2 separate regions of the Gossypium hirsutum genome follow, and region 1 is linked to region 2. A link is a contact called in public Hi-C data. All regions are on one chromosome and are shown on one strand. The core of a region is the stretch at or near the end of the contact, and the rest is flanking DNA. Distances in the headings are between cores, read along the strand shown. Region 1 has its middle 5.9 kb from the start of LOC107937810. Region 2 holds the start of LOC107937822 (dual specificity protein kinase YAK1 homolog).

Region 1 (4,241 bases), core at 1,305-3,804, 35 kb before region 2:
TACAACCAACCATTTTTGTTCAACAAACTTTGGGGGGTAACATAAAACAGCTTGGAACAACCAATTAATCTGCTACAAATTTGGACTTTTATGCTCATTTTGATCTTAAATCCGATTGAAAATAAAGATGCAGACATGAAGATAAAACGCACAAAACGTAAGATTATAAAGAAAAGCATGGTATTCCCTTTGCCTCAAATGACTTGCCTTTTAAGCCCCCTTTCAAATTAATACAAAAATTTGCAGCTAAAAAACGGCAATAGCAAAGCAATAAGTTTTCAGGGAAATTTTTTAGATACAAAATTTCTTGCAATGAATCAGTTAAACTTAATCAGTTCCTAATTCCTCTTTTTTTTTTCATTTTTTCATTGGTGATGCAGAATCTATCTCCAATAGCCACAACGATGCAAGTTTCGATGACACCGTCTCTAATTTTTGGCCAAGCCTCGCCATTTTACGGATTCATTTTCTGTGCCATGTTCACTTTAACTCTCTCCTTAATCGCCTGTACAAAATTCTGCCACTGTGTAACCACCGTAGATAGCGGCGATGATCTCCCTACAGGCTACAACTCTCTATCGAACAAAATTTGGGTTCACTAGAATCAACAAAATCTGGGTAGGAAAAAGAATAAGAAGAAAAGAAAAAGGGAAGAAACAGAGGGAAAATGAAAAAAGAAAAGAAGACGACGACGGTGATCGCTCATACCGAAGAGTGGCAATTCATATCAACGACGACGACGGCAGTGGAGATGACACAAGAAAAAGAGAAAATGGGGGAAAGAGAAGACAGAAAGAAAAAATGGAAGGGTAAAAAATAGAAAAAAAATAGAAAAATGAAAGAAAAGGAAAATAATTACATCACCATGATGTCACTAATGACAGGTGTCATTATCTGATACTGCCACCTGTTTTAGAGTTAACAGTGTTAGATTCGAATATTAATATAGTTAATGGAAAAAAAATTTAGGTACCAATTTGGAACAAAAAACTTTATATATCAATCTAAAAGAAATAGACAAGTTCAGATACTAATTTTATATTTAACTCTTAAGTAAATGAACAATATTTTTTTTATTTATTGTATAGAATTGATAAATGGGGCTATTTTACCAAAATAATCTAAAAAAATTTTATATTTACAAAAATAACTTAGGTTTAAAAATAATCACCAAAACAACTTGAAATGAACAGTAAAATAGGGTTGTGGCCTGTCAATGGCCAGTACCACCTGGTATTTTGGACCCATGATTGCTTGATAATTGTGTCAGACTTTAAAAAAATGAATTTTTTGGTTCTGGCCTGTCAATGGCCGAAACCAGTGTATTTTTTTAAAATCGTATGATACTAGTATATAGGGAAAAAAAGAAAAAAATTTTGTGGTGGCCTGCCAATGGCCGGCAACACCTTTATGTAATTTTTTTTTACATTTTGTTTGAAATTTATATCCTAAATAAATTAAATTTTGTTATAAAATAAAAAGAATAGAAAGTAAAGAATAAATAGAATGACCGAGCGTATTTTATTAATCAATCAGACTATTTATAAATCTTCTCTAAAGTCTCTATTTATAGGTATAAAAAGTATAAATGAGGTAGAGATCTACTTTTAATTATTATAAGAATTTAAAGTACATCAAAACTTATCTTGATTTTGATGGACATCCACTTGATAAGATATTCATAACATTCCCCCTTAGATCTCCATTGGTAGATAATGTGCCTCATTAAAACCTTACTAAGATAAAAGCCTTGTAGGAAAAAAAATCCTAGTGAAAGAAAAAAAATACACATATCTATAATACACATAATATACTGCCCTCGTTAAAAACTTTACTAAGAAAACCCAATGAGACAAATCTATAGTCATTGTTACTATTATCAATATTGCATTTTATTTTATTATTTTCATTAAAAGAATATATTAAATGAAGCATGGATAGCCTATATATAGATTGTAGCACATTAAGCATTTATACGTACATTGGAAACCATCCATGCTTCATTATTTGATTAATATATTCTTTTAATTAAAAATATAAAATAAAAAGCAATATTGATGGTAGTAACGATGACTATGGAGTAATATAATTAGGGAAGACGTAAAGGGAGATAGAGAATTTGAGTTTAGGGTTTAGTGTCTAAAGTTTAGAGTTTATATTTGAATTTATATTCCGTCACATCTATTGTCTCAAGTTATTAACAACATTTTTTTTATCCTGCTCCGACAATTAAAACATGTCCAAATTAAAAAATTGCCATATAACCACCCATGTTTCATTATTAGATTAACATAAATAAAATTATTTATTTTATCCATGTTTCATATGACCATCTAAATTAAAACAAGTCTAAATTGAAATTTTGTCAGAGCAGGATAAAAAAGAAAAAAAAACTTTTCTCTAACAAAATCTTAAGGCCCAATACTTAATTTTAAAGCCCGTTTTCCATAATAAATGAGACAAAAAGAAACGTAAATCATTTGCAAGTCGTTTAGGCCAACTTGTAGTTGTGATTTTTAAAGGCCACTTTAATTATTGATTTGTGGGTTTGTAGTTAAGTCCCGCTTAGTCTGTAGAATTATGGGCTCCATTTTGTGGCCCATTGAACTCTAAGGTTGGATTGTTATATATGTTTAGGGTTAATATGTAATTTGCCCCTAAATTTTTTTCAAAAGTATTTAGTTGGTACTTGAACTTTTTTTCTGTATTCAATTCGTACTTGAACTAGTATTTCGTCATCTAAGTTGATACATTGCATTAACACCTTTAGTTTATTCTGACATGACACTGATGACCAATCTTATAGTAACACATGATAACCTCTTAATATGGCACGTGGTGGATATAAATTAATTTTAAAAAGTATAATTTTTTGGACAAGTTCAAGTATCAACTAGTAATTTTGTACAAGTTTAGAGCCAAACTACATGTTAACCGTTAAAAAATTAATGTTGTTAATAACTTGGGACAATGTGTGTGACAGAATACAAATTCAAGTACCAACTTCGTACAAAAAAAGGTTCAAGTATCAACTAGGTACTCTTGGATAAGTTCAAGGGGTAAAGTACATATAACCTTATTTTTTATTGGATAACTTGCACTATTAGAAAATTAAAACTATTTTACATATAAATAATTTAATGGGGTAAATGATTAAGAAATTTAAATTAGCACTTAAGGTACTGTAAAGTTCCAAGTTTCTTAAGTTTTGAATTGCTTAAATGTGTCAAGTAAGTTGATTTGGTTTAGTAGTTTAGTGATCTAGAGGTATGTTTGAGGACTTGTGTTCAATTCTATTGCCTTGAATTTTGATTATTTTTTCCCTATATCTAACTAGTTGCACCTAGTTTATCTTTATTTTTTGTATATTTGTTAACAAGACTAAGCATATTGATTTAGTGGTAAAGCCTTAGCTTACTTTTAAGTCTCAAGTTTGAAACTTATTGTATGCAAAAGTAAAAATTATTTTTGCTTTTCCTTTGCTGTGCCACCTATGTTGTCAGAATGTAGGTCAAATGCAACCACCAGATTGTGTTAACTGATAAATTTGATAGGTTAGGATATTGTTATAAATTTTAAATTTTTTTAGAATTATTCTCTACAAATCTCTCCCTTGATTCATTCCGCTCCATTGCCCTACTTCTCCCATTTTCTTTTTTTTTTCGTTTGACACTTTTGTTTATTGATTTTTTTTCTCTCTTATCGTTCTCTCCCTCTGTTTTCTTTTCTTCTTATGGCATTTCCCCACAATTTCACTTTGTCTTCTTGTTAACTTTCCCTTTTGTCGTCCCTTGTTATTGGCTTGCTGTCGTTCAAGTCTCAACTTTTGTGTTGATGTTATTCCCTAATTTTGGTGTTGGTCATGTGGGGTTAAAGTGTTTCAATTAGGGCGTTACATCTCTAGTAAGAGTAGTAGTACTTCTTTTAGTGATGTAGTTTTATTTGTTTCTTATGGAAGGTTAGTGGTCTTTTGGTTAGTTGTTTGGTGCATGGTCTGACCGTTTTTATAATTCTGTTAGGCGAAGATCATGTAACAAATATTCCTTTGACAAATTGAGGGTCTCAAAAACTAATTCTTCTTTGGGTAAGTGGTCGAATACCTTAGTTAGGGGTTGGTTGTGTAAATTTTGGCAAGAGTCGATTGCTCTATTGCGTTAAGTTCAAATTATTTAATTGTGTAAGGGTCAAATATCTAGCTCAATTATGGTGTTCTTGATAATTGTTCAAGTTGTGGATGTTGT
Region 2 (4,207 bases), core at 1,450-3,949:
AAGTAAGTTAAACGCACTACATTGCACCCAATCGCCTATCCAAACCCACACTAAGTAAATAACAAGTCATGAAAATATATATTACATCATTATAAAATTTATTTGTATAACTTACCTGATTATAAATTTAAAACTAAAATAATTTTAACCATTCTAAACTTTAGATTTTGTATTTAATTTATCTCGTTAAAATAAAAACAATAACACCCGATTCTCTCCTGTTTTTTCACCCGTCTTTATAAAATGAGTAAGGGATTAAATCATATGTTCTTCACAATCTCAACTTCCTCGTGCCAACGGAGCTAGAATTTTGGATTCTTTTTTCTCTGATAATTGGAATAAAATGACACTATTAAATAAGGATATAAAATGAATATAAAATCTTGCTCCACCCCAGGAGTGAACCAGGAAAAACATTAAAGCATGGTTGGACTTGGATACATAGATTTTCCCTCACCATCCAACAACAGGAGTGTACCTCCTTTAATCCTTGGAGTTCCTCGTAATGGAACAGTAACGATATTAGCCACTTAGAACTTAGCCCACTTAAGAAATGAACCATTAATCTCAACCTCTCTCGTCATTCACTAATCCCTATGGCATAAAGATTGCTAAACCCAGGTCCCACTCATATATAAGCCCAAAATAATCTGTTTAATGGGTTCTTTGGTTGGGCTTTCGCAGGCCATCATTAACAAAACCCAAAACATAAAATTTAGAAGGTATAATGCCAAATTTAGTCCTCAATATTTACATCATTTATCAATTTGGACCTTATTCTTTTTTTAAAGCTTAATTTAACCCTCAACCTAAAAAAAAGGGGTCATATTTGACTATTAACCTTGTTTTTTAACTGAAATATTGATTTAACATTAAAATTTTAAACATGTACTCATTGTAATTTTTTATTTTTTATGAAATATATATTAAATTTCTAAATTATTACTTTTTTGAATTTTTTATAATTTTAAAATTATTTATTGGCGTGGTATATGAGATACATAGTGTCATGTCAGTATGAAGACATGTGGATTGTCACTCCAACATCATTAAAAATTTTAATTTTTAGTTAAAAAAGTGATTTGATTTTTTTTTAAAAGGTTGATGGTCAATTTTAGCTAAAAAAATAATAAGGGCTACGTTGACAAAAAATGTAAACATTGAAGGCTAAATGTTATATTATGTTAAATTTAAAACAAATCATGCGTTTTGGGGCTAATATGTCAAAAAAAGTCCTTAAGCTACTATTTTTGTAGTTAAATAAGGATTAAACTCTGCTATTAGTCCCTGCACTTTACGAAAGTTGTGAATTTAGTCAATGTAATTTAATTTGATTATTTTTAGTCCTTGTACTCTACTAATATTGTGGATTTAGTCATTGAACTTTAATTTGGTCTTTTTTAGTTCTTGTACTTTTTAAAATTTTAAAACTTTAGTCCTCACCAAGCAATAGTTGTTAAATTCATTAAGTTTTGTTATTTCCAAAATTGGATGTGACAAATATGTCATCATATATGTAATGTCATGTCCACTTGTTGTTTCCACAAATTACTCACTAAAAATCCAATTGGTAGATTAATAATTGTCATTTGCGTCAATACTGAAATTTCAAAATTTGAAAAAGTATATGGATTTAGAAGATCCAATTGGAGAATATGGACACGACTAGTAATTGAATTTAACCAAATAAAATTTACTGCTATCGTTTGAGTCGACACTAAAGTTTCAAAATCAACCAATTTAAAGTACGAGGATTAAATTCACAACTTTCAAAAAGTACGAGGACTAATAAAATAATTTAACCTTAAATAAGCCCTTAATCTATTACTTTTACCTATTAAAGTCCTTAAATTTCTAATGGAAGTAAAATTAGTTTAATGACTAAAGGTATAAATCTACCTATTTCTTGATCCAACCTAAACACTTACCATATGTATAGAGAGAAATTGTATTTTCTTTTTGAACCACTAAAATAAAAACCTTAAAAAGGACATCATCAACATGTCTTAATTAATGTTTTGAAACATTTTTTGGATTGGATTCAGACAATGAACCACCTTCTGTTCTTAATTTTCCCTCTCACTATTTTACTCTAATTTAACATTTATTACTTAATGATTTCATTTAAATAAAAAAAAACCAAAGTAATAAATAAAAAAAGTTGAAATGTTTAGATAAATTTTGAGATTTAATTATTATATTTAAAATATCAATTTAATCATTTATACTAAATATTTTTTATTAAAAATTTTTAATTTTAATTTTGACGTGACATAATTAACATAATATATACATGTTAATTAAAATTTTTTGACAAAAATTACTAATAGAAATGATGATTTAAGTAAGATTTTAAATTGAAAAATAAAAAAAGGTTAAAATTTTAACTTTAGATTGTAGGGATTAAATGTGCAAAATTAAACTAGTGTGAATAAAATCAAACCGAGATTTATAAAATATTAAAAATTATTTTGGATTAATTGAAAATGTGTTGTTAGTTTCGGTGTTTGTATAAAATTTTAGATTTATATTAAATATAAATAAAAACCTTTTTTATTTGATAAATAGTAATTTTCAATTTTAGAAAGAAAAAGAAATCCAATAAATAAATAAATAAATTCCAAACACATTTACTGCCAATAAAAAAAGGACATAAAATGATAAAATCTAAAAGGAAACATCGATGAATAACAAATTTACAGAAATAATAGAATGGAATAAATAAATAAGGGAAATGCCACTGTACAGTGTTTCAACGCCAGTCATCAAAGAAAAATCTAAAAAGGCAAAAAAAAAAAAAAAAAAACCTCCTATTGGGAGGTAGAAAGGAAGAAGCACGGTGCCTTTGTCCTTAGAACCAAAAAAAGAAACTCTCTGTTTCTATCTATTTCTTCATCTCTCCATCTTTCTTTCTCGCATTTCTTCTTTATAATCTAAGTTTCGGGTTATTTTGTTAAAATCTACTTTTTGTGGGGGGTTTTGTTGCATTTTTATTTATTTATAATATATGAAAAATTTCAATCCTTTGTTTATTTTAATCAAATTTTGGGTTGTTCTTTTATCATATCTGGATCACCCTGGGTCTCCAGTTTTCTGATTCTTCTGTCTTTAGGTTTTGAATAATAGAATTAATGTAAAAAAAAAAGGAATGGGATTTGAGTTAGCTGATTGGTCTTTGAAAAATAACTAGTTTCAATCTTGACTACAATCCGATTGCTGATGAAATTTGGGGTTTTTCTTGCTTTTATGGTATTTTGAGTGGTTTCTTCTTTAATGGAGCTATTGGGGATGATGGTAAATTTTGGGGTTAGAAAACGTTGATTCTTTCTGGAGGATAGCTATGGATGAAGTTGGTCCTAGTAATCAAGGAGAGCCTCCGAGGACCTCAGAATCGGGCTCCGATGAAGGCTCTGCTATGCGGTGGAGGCCGAGGCAGCTGGTTTTTTGGCCTTACTCAACTAGAAACGAAGCTGATAGAAAGCTGCGTGTTGTTGTCAGGAGGCCTGTAAGTTCTCTTTTTTCTAATTGTCTGCTCATTTTTAGTTCAAAAGTTTGTAAGGTATTTCTTTGGCATGTTGAAACGTGTTGAAAGCTCAGGAGCTTTTCATTTGGGTTTGAGTTTAAATTGTTATTGATTTACTGATGTTCAGCTGGTTTTAGTTGTGGTTTGATTAGTGATTCTGTTTAGCATAAGGAAAGCATATGTAAACTGTAAACATATAAGCAATGTAGAGGTCAGAAGAGACTGTTCCTTATTGTCTCCACTCTCCATGTGCAGGGTAAATGCTTCACTACTTGCAAATACATCATAGAAAGCTGTGAACATGAATGGGAAATGTTTACTTATTTTGGTAACTATAATGTGCCATGTCTGAATGCTTAAGCTGAATAGGTGGTCAAATTGCATCCCAGTAGAAGAATGCAATGTATTGATATTATATTAGCATAGTAAGATTACTGAATTGGTTTTAGATCCCAAGCTCTATCTACTCTGACAAGCCTCGAGATAATACAATTCGGACTGATTTATGATGTCCATTAAAAAGATAAACTAGGGAGCAGAGACTCCTTGAACAATACGAGTCTTGATGAGGGCATGGATGGTTATTTGTTTGTCATTCACCTGTTGGGTTGTTAAATCCTGTCCTGACACTGCCCTTACCAATATGGATATTCTCCTCCTAGCCACTTAATGATCTATTATCAA

Evidence for each region. Hi-C and Micro-C count contacts between places; a contact is called where the count stands out from the background.
Region 1: a Hi-C map of leaf shows a contact between it and region 2, with 1.9 times the contacts expected there. The contact joins the enhancer-like site here to the promoter of LOC107937822 in region 2. A contact is called at or near these places in 4 of 34 Hi-C or Micro-C datasets (hypocotyl, leaf and seedling).

What each region holds. Positions count from the first base shown.
Region 1 is chrD13:54,876,809-54,881,049 of Gossypium_hirsutum_v2.1, reverse strand. No RefSeq gene overlaps it. Among protein-coding and RNA genes, the nearest start is that of LOC107937810, 5.9 kb to the right of the region's middle. Within about 2 kb of position 2,554, at least 1 of the 9 cell types and tissues checked has an H3K27ac peak or open chromatin away from gene starts, as enhancers often do. A contact at or near this core is called in leaf, where this site is marked.
Region 2 is chrD13:54,841,800-54,846,006 of Gossypium_hirsutum_v2.1, reverse strand. It overlaps LOC107937822 (dual specificity protein kinase YAK1 homolog), which reads left to right and starts at 2,699. Exons shown (of 18, transcript XM_041109161.1): 1 at 2,699-3,505. The coding sequence starts at 3,341.